Linked DNA regions of Mus musculus: region 2 is linked to region 1. The links are chromatin contacts, called in public promoter capture Hi-C maps. All regions are on one chromosome and are shown on one strand. Each heading gives the region's core, a stretch centred on a gene start, on an enhancer-like site or on the middle of the called end of the contact. The rest is flanking DNA. Distances are from core to core; before and after follow the strand shown. Region 1 holds the start of Adcyap1 (adenylate cyclase activating polypeptide 1). Region 2 has its middle 98 kb from the start of Mettl4.

Region 1 (3,111 bases), core at 440-2,939:
AAGTATTAAACCTCAAACAAAGGTGATAATAGCATTAAAAGTGAGAAATACTGTGGCTTGGAAAAAGTACTCAGGACTAACAGCTTATTTAAACTTATTTAAACCCAAATCACAGTATAGGCAGCAGCACTCGTACTTAATTCTCTCTCTCTCTCTCTCTCTCTCTCTCTCTCTCTCTCTCTCTCTCTCTCTCTCTCACTGTGTGTGTGTGTGAGAGAGAGAGAGAGAGAGAGAGAGAGCTTCAGATAGTAAAAATGCACACTAACTGTTATTGATGCTTCTATTTTCCCTTGAAAAGAAAGGCTCTCGAGATTTCCTAGTGGACCAGAAATTTCTGAATCTTCTGAAATTACTCAGGTGCTTAGAAGGTCCCCAGTGAATGTGATCTTTTCTCATTGCTTTCTTCTTTTCATTTTATTTTTAGTTAAAAATATTAACTATCCCCCAGGGAAGGGTTCCTGGTAGCAACCTTTATCAAGACAACTTGTGCAGGGAATCCTCCTGCATTCCGAGTCTATATTTCCCTAAACAGAATTCAACATGTAAGAGAAATTCAAGAGACACACGTCACACCCTCACAATCTTAAATTTTCAATTATTGCAGAAAACACAGTGACATGGTTTCAATTTTTAAAACTAGTAAGAGCCACGGAGAGTGTGAAAGTGTGTAGACAGGAAAGGTAAAGATCCATCTGAATACTAGGACTAACTCAGAAGAAAAAGCTTTGCACTGAGGCAGGGATTAAGCAGGTTCTGAGCACTGGGACATTCGTGGACACAGAATCCAAGGGAAGATTAATATGAACAGCGGGGTGATTTAGACAATGAACTCCCACAGTAAGAGCACCACTGCCAAAGCTTCAAATTTAGAGGCTGTGGTGAAAATTAAACCAGTGGCAAATTTCAACATTTGCAGCATCTGCGCCCAAATAGTTCAGCACCAAGAGCCTGGACAGCACCACAGGCTCTCATCCTAGTCTCATCCATCAATCTATTCAGAGACAGACTGTCAACCCAGCCAGACTCATTAGATATTTACTGAAAATCCTTATAATTCTTTCCTTTAAAACACAAAACGACTTCCATGTTTAGTAGCCTATTTGAAAAAGCATATGCAAGGAATTGAGAGATCAAAATTAAAATTATTAATAGGAGATCTTGATGGTGCTTAAATCTAGAGATCAGAGTTGTCATTGGTGGGGGTTGAGTGAAAATTAAGAAAAATTAGGGACTCAATAAAAACATGACTTCACCATTCTCTAAATTCTACGAGTTCTTTACTTGTCTTTGAGAAATCAGTGAAATCGAAAACCATCAAAATAATTGGACTTCTTAAAAATTGGATTGTGTGAGTGAAAGGTGTTTATCAGAAGCGGATGACTCCGGATCTTATCATCCTGGAGGACTGCACAGAATAGTTAATATGTTCCTTGAGGGACTAGGATGCTGACGTCTTTTACTGATACCGGATCATTACGTGACTGGGGGAGAAAAAAAAGGAAGTCATATCATGAATAAAAATCGGAGTGCAACAGTGCAACCAAAATATTCTGTACTTGAAGGCAGAAAGATGTTGACAAAGAGGTGTCTCCTGAAACCACGTTCGGACAGCTTATTTTGTTAACTGCATATATAAAAACGAGCAGAAGGCCAGTCACCTCTGTCAGCAGCAGAAGCAGCAGCATCTTCAGACGCAGCCTGAGACCTCAGAGCAGAGAAGGTGCCTCCGACTCCCGACTTCCGCAAGCTGCCAGATAGTCTCCCACAGAGGCCATCTTCCCTCTCCCCCCCCCCCCCACTGACTTTTCCTCTTTTCTTACCCATTAGCTTCTTCTCCCGGTGGACTTAAGTCCACTCTGCTCCCCCTCCCTTTGGCTGCTCGCCTACTCTCTCTTCTACATCTCTCTCCTCGCCCACTTCCTTCGGTGTCACGCTCCCTCCTAGTTTTGTGCGTCTACAAAGTTTTGAGCGGAATTTTAGCCTCGGCAAACAAGTCTCCCCAGCTCCTTCAGCTAATTCCCGCGGCTTCTCTCCAGACACCAGCTCCAGACAGTGACTGATGCTTCTCGGGTTGTGATTCCAGCGCAGAAACTCGAAGGAGCCTTTGCCCGCTGTCCTACTTAGTCAACCCTTTCCTAGACACCGTAAGAGTCTAATAATAAGGGGTTTGTGTGTGTGTGTGTGTGTGTGTGTGTGTGTGTGTGTGTGTGTGTGTGTGTGTTGGGATTCTTAGCATACTAACCGATTGATTGACTACAGGCTCCCTCCTTGTGCTGCCAGCAGCATCAGTGTATTAGTTAGCCTTCTTTAGTTCAAGGTCTGGCTAGTTACTGGGTGCTGGGCACACACAAAGCTATTTTTTCGAACTATACCAAGAGAGAAGTAGTTGGACGCCCCAGCGTGGCTAACTGGTGTTTAACACAGGGAGTCACAGTTTCACTGGCTCCCCAGCTCCCAAGAGTTTCTTCGGGTTAGAAGGTAGAAAGCCAGGAGCGATTTCACTCACTGCATACCCTCTTTCCTCTCCTGCGCAGAATGACCATGTGTAGCGGAGCAAGGCTGGCCCTGCTGGTGTATGGGATAATAATGCATAGCAGTGTCTCCTGTTCACCTGCCGCCGGACTCAGCTTCCCTGGGATCAGGTAAGTGCTTCCCTAATATAAGTTAGGTTTTCCCTTAGCCAGACACCCACTTTGGTCACCTCCCTGCAGATCTGGATGTCAGGCTCCTAAACATCGCTTCCTGAGCACCTAGGCATTTCTACAGCCTTTGGTTAGGTGGACCCCTTTGGGTCCCTAGCTAAGCCTGAGGATCAGACAGGCTCTAGTACAGCCACAGACTCCCTCCTTACTCACCAGTGGAGCCCAGGGACTCAGGTAAAGAGAGTGAGTTTCCTATCTTTGTAGAAATCTTCCCTGTGAAGGTGGCAGGGTGCGCCCCCCTTCCGGCTTAGCTTTTCTTTCTTTCTTTCTTTTTTTCTTTTTCTACCTATTCTTTGAGTAAGTTGGCAAACTTCAGTTCCCAGATCAAAGCCCGGGGCGGGGGTGAGAGTGATGCTCTCCCCACTTTGCTTTGTTACTGCCTAGTCTGGACTATTGGGGCGGGGTCTCT
Region 2 (3,111 bases), core at 423-2,922, 1.5 Mb after region 1:
GAGCTAACTGATTACTCATGGCATATATATATATATATATATATATATATATATGTATAACACATGAGTATCTAAATATACATGATAGATACAGATGTATCCAAGTGCAGGGATAAAGTGCCCTCCAGAGGGGTAACTGTTGAGAACAAAGGCTTGTGCCCTGGTTCTGGGATACGACACTATGAATAGTTACAGCCTAAGTTCTAGCCCATCCCTAATCATTAATCCATATAGTATATAGAGATAGGCACTAGCCCATTAAAATTATATCTAAGAGCTTCAATAGTTCACTTGAATTTCAAAGCCTCTTGCTATGCTATTCATCCCCTAAAAATAGGAACCCTGTTTGTGCTGAAGCCCTAACTAGGCAGAAAAGCAAGGCCTCTGGCAACTCCTCTCGTAGTGAGGACATGACAAAGATGACAAGGGACCCAAATGGAGTAGAGAACGACAGGGGTAGAGCAATTTAGAAGGTTTTAGGCAAGAAGAGAGTTTGGAAGGTAGGAATGGCTCCCAGCTACTAAAATCTTGCTTTAAAGGCCATAGGCACTATGCTTTCCATAGGAAGGTACCCTGTCCCAGATCATTTCCACTCCTCCTCTCTTCCTGATGATCCTATTATAGCTCCTCCTCACATCCAGTCTTTGCATCTCTCTTTCCAACCTCTGACAATACAAAGCAATGCTTTTTAGTAAAAGGAGCTACACACTGCACTGTAGAACATCAGAGGGGGTTGAGGGGTGGTTTTTTGGGTTTGGGGGTTTTTGGGGTTTTTTGTTTTGGTTGGTTGGTTTTGTTTGATTGATTGATTGATTTTTTTTTTTTTTTTTGCTTCAGTGATTTTAACTATGCCAAACTCCAGCCAGGAGGTGTGGCACACTGCTGCAGACCCTCTCGGTCCCTTGTCTGCATAGAACGGGTCTCTGGTTACAGGTGGACAAGGAGTCAAATGAATGACAGACAGATGCAACACAGGAGATTATGTAGAATCTGAATGTAATTTGTCAAATCGAGCATCGAACTTTTTATACAGAAGAATAACAAGAAACCAGGCGAGATACATCTGCCGAGTTACAGTGACACAAAACATAAGGAATGTATACATCAAAAGAAGGTGGGGACCAGGCCACTGCCACTAAGAAGGGGGCCAGGTATAATGCTAGTCTATTGTTAAACCCACCACCAGGGGTTCTTAGTAAATGCCTGATTTATGCTGTTTCTTTGGGCCTAGTGAAGAAACCTGTCTCAGGGGGATTCCCTAACTCTTTCATGGTAAACCCACCTATTCGCTAGGCCATTGTGAATTCCTTTGTCCGGGTAAGACTGGCTATTGTCTCAAGTAAACACTCTGCAGACCAGCCCTGAGCTATTCCCGCTCAGTTCTTTGCAGTGCCTAATTAGTTTCACCTTCTCTACTAGAAGTAAATTTGAATGTTACTGAATAGGTAACCTTCTTACTGAATTCCTACTGAATTCCAAGTTTGTTGGCTTCAAGGATTTTTCTGGGACATTGGAACACTGGCAAAGACTTAACTATGTCAGAATTCAATCTTAAAAGGCACTTATAACAAAATAATACTAAAAGAGAGCCCGTGGATCCATACACCGACTAACTCGGGGATAGCGTATGAGTATACAGGTTATGAGAATGCCAAGGTTCCAGGAGGTGAGTTTTTCTGAAACTCTTTGCCTCGTGAGTGCTCCCAGGCCTCTCAGCCTGCCAAGCAAACTACACTGGAGCGTGTGTAGCAGCACACCAAAGCATCAAGTATAAAAGCAACAGCTACTGAAAATCATCCTGCAAAACAGATATGCGTTTCATGTATGTGCTCAAACAGCATTGGAATGTACATGTTTTTCTGTTCGCAAGTTTTCACAATCCTAGTTCTGATCTTACTCAAGCAGCAGGGGTGGAGAACAGGATTGAAAAGTTTTTCTGAAGACCAATTTTTCCCAGCCAAAAAAGAAACAATAGGAAGAGCTCTGCTTCTCCTCCTGAGGTGACTGAAGGATCTCCAGAAGAAAGATGGGTGCAGAGCAATGCAGACTGAAGAGTATGCTAAAGGGGAGATACACATCAAGAGCCCACAGTGGAACCAGGGATCAGAAAGCACTGGTGTAAACACACAGACACAAGCCCAGAAACCTCCACAAAGGGAGCACCTGTGGTCACAGCTGAGCTGCATCCTGTAGGAACTTGAAATGTTTGAGTCCAGGAAAGCTTCTACTGCCAAGTAGCTTACAGTGTAAAGTACATACACGTCCAAACATGCTTCATCGCAAACCCTTTCCCAGAGCTACTAAACATCACTTCCCAATCTTCTCCATCTTTGTTTTCAGAAGGCATCCTTGAAATGTGTGGAAAGGAACATCTCTACTTACACCTTCTACTGGCTCCTTGGGATTCTGCTATCATGTTAAATGTATTACTCTGTTTAATGCTAAAAGAATCGTGTCCCTCCCTGACTCCAGTCTTGCTATTAGGCTCAGGCTTGCATCAAACTTGGAATATTCCTACATCTGTGATGCAAGTGCTGGGATTATAGGCAAGTGCTACTACTTTACCCATTTCTTTAAATAAGGAAGACTGTGTGAGTGAAGATAGAATTAAAATGCCAATAGAATTTGCCTCTTCTCCATTTACCATTTTGCTCCAAGTCAAGAATTCCAACATCAATAGATAGAGCCTCTGCTCATTTCCACCCTTGATTTTTATTTTTTTTTCTTTTTTGTCTACTGCCAAAATTTCAAAGCAAAAAAAAAAAAAAAAATACAGTTAATGAAAAGTTATTCAGTATCTCCAATTATTTGTGGACTGGCAAATCAGTAGTTAAATTTTAATGATTACACAAAGCACCAAGCACTTCCAGTTTGCCACTAGCCATTGTTTGTTCCTAATAATTCCTGCACTAGAACCCCAACATTTCAACTCTTTTCATCCAAAAAAAAAAAAAATATCTTCACTACCTCCCCCACTTAGGAGCAAAGAAAAAAAAAGAATCTTTGGCAAAGTCATGAAATATAAGAATCAGAGATTTTCTTTTCATATCCCACCAAGACTCATGTTAACGGGACATCTAATTTTCTGGAACTCAGAATGTGACCGTACTT

What was found. Promoter capture Hi-C pulls out the DNA fragments that hold promoters and counts their contacts.
Region 2: a contact with region 1 is called in a promoter capture Hi-C map of embryonic stem cells, with 5 times the contacts expected there. The contact joins the enhancer-like site here to the promoter of Adcyap1 in region 1. A contact is called at or near these places in 6 of 39 promoter capture datasets (the C10 cell line, cranial neural crest, embryonic stem cells and 3 more), 1 of 484 Hi-C or Micro-C datasets (cortical neurons) and 2 of 115 datasets of contacts at active chromatin or transcription factors (embryonic stem cells and stem cell-derived neural progenitor cells).

The regions. Positions count from the first base shown.
Region 1 is chr17:93,197,479-93,200,589 of GRCm38.p6, forward strand. Adcyap1 (adenylate cyclase activating polypeptide 1) reads left to right here and starts at 1,690. Exons shown (of 5, transcript NM_009625.3): 1 at 1,690-2,144; 2 at 2,535-2,642. The coding sequence starts at 2,536. The region is part of intron 1 of Gm32465 (a long non-coding RNA gene); the gene reads right to left.
Region 2 is chr17:94,650,384-94,653,494 of GRCm38.p6, forward strand. No RefSeq gene overlaps it. Among named protein-coding and RNA genes, the nearest start is that of Mettl4, 98 kb to the right of the region's middle. Within about 2 kb of position 1,673, at least 3 of the 459 cell types and tissues checked have an H3K27ac peak or open chromatin away from gene starts, as enhancers often do. A contact at or near this core is called in embryonic stem cells, where this site is marked.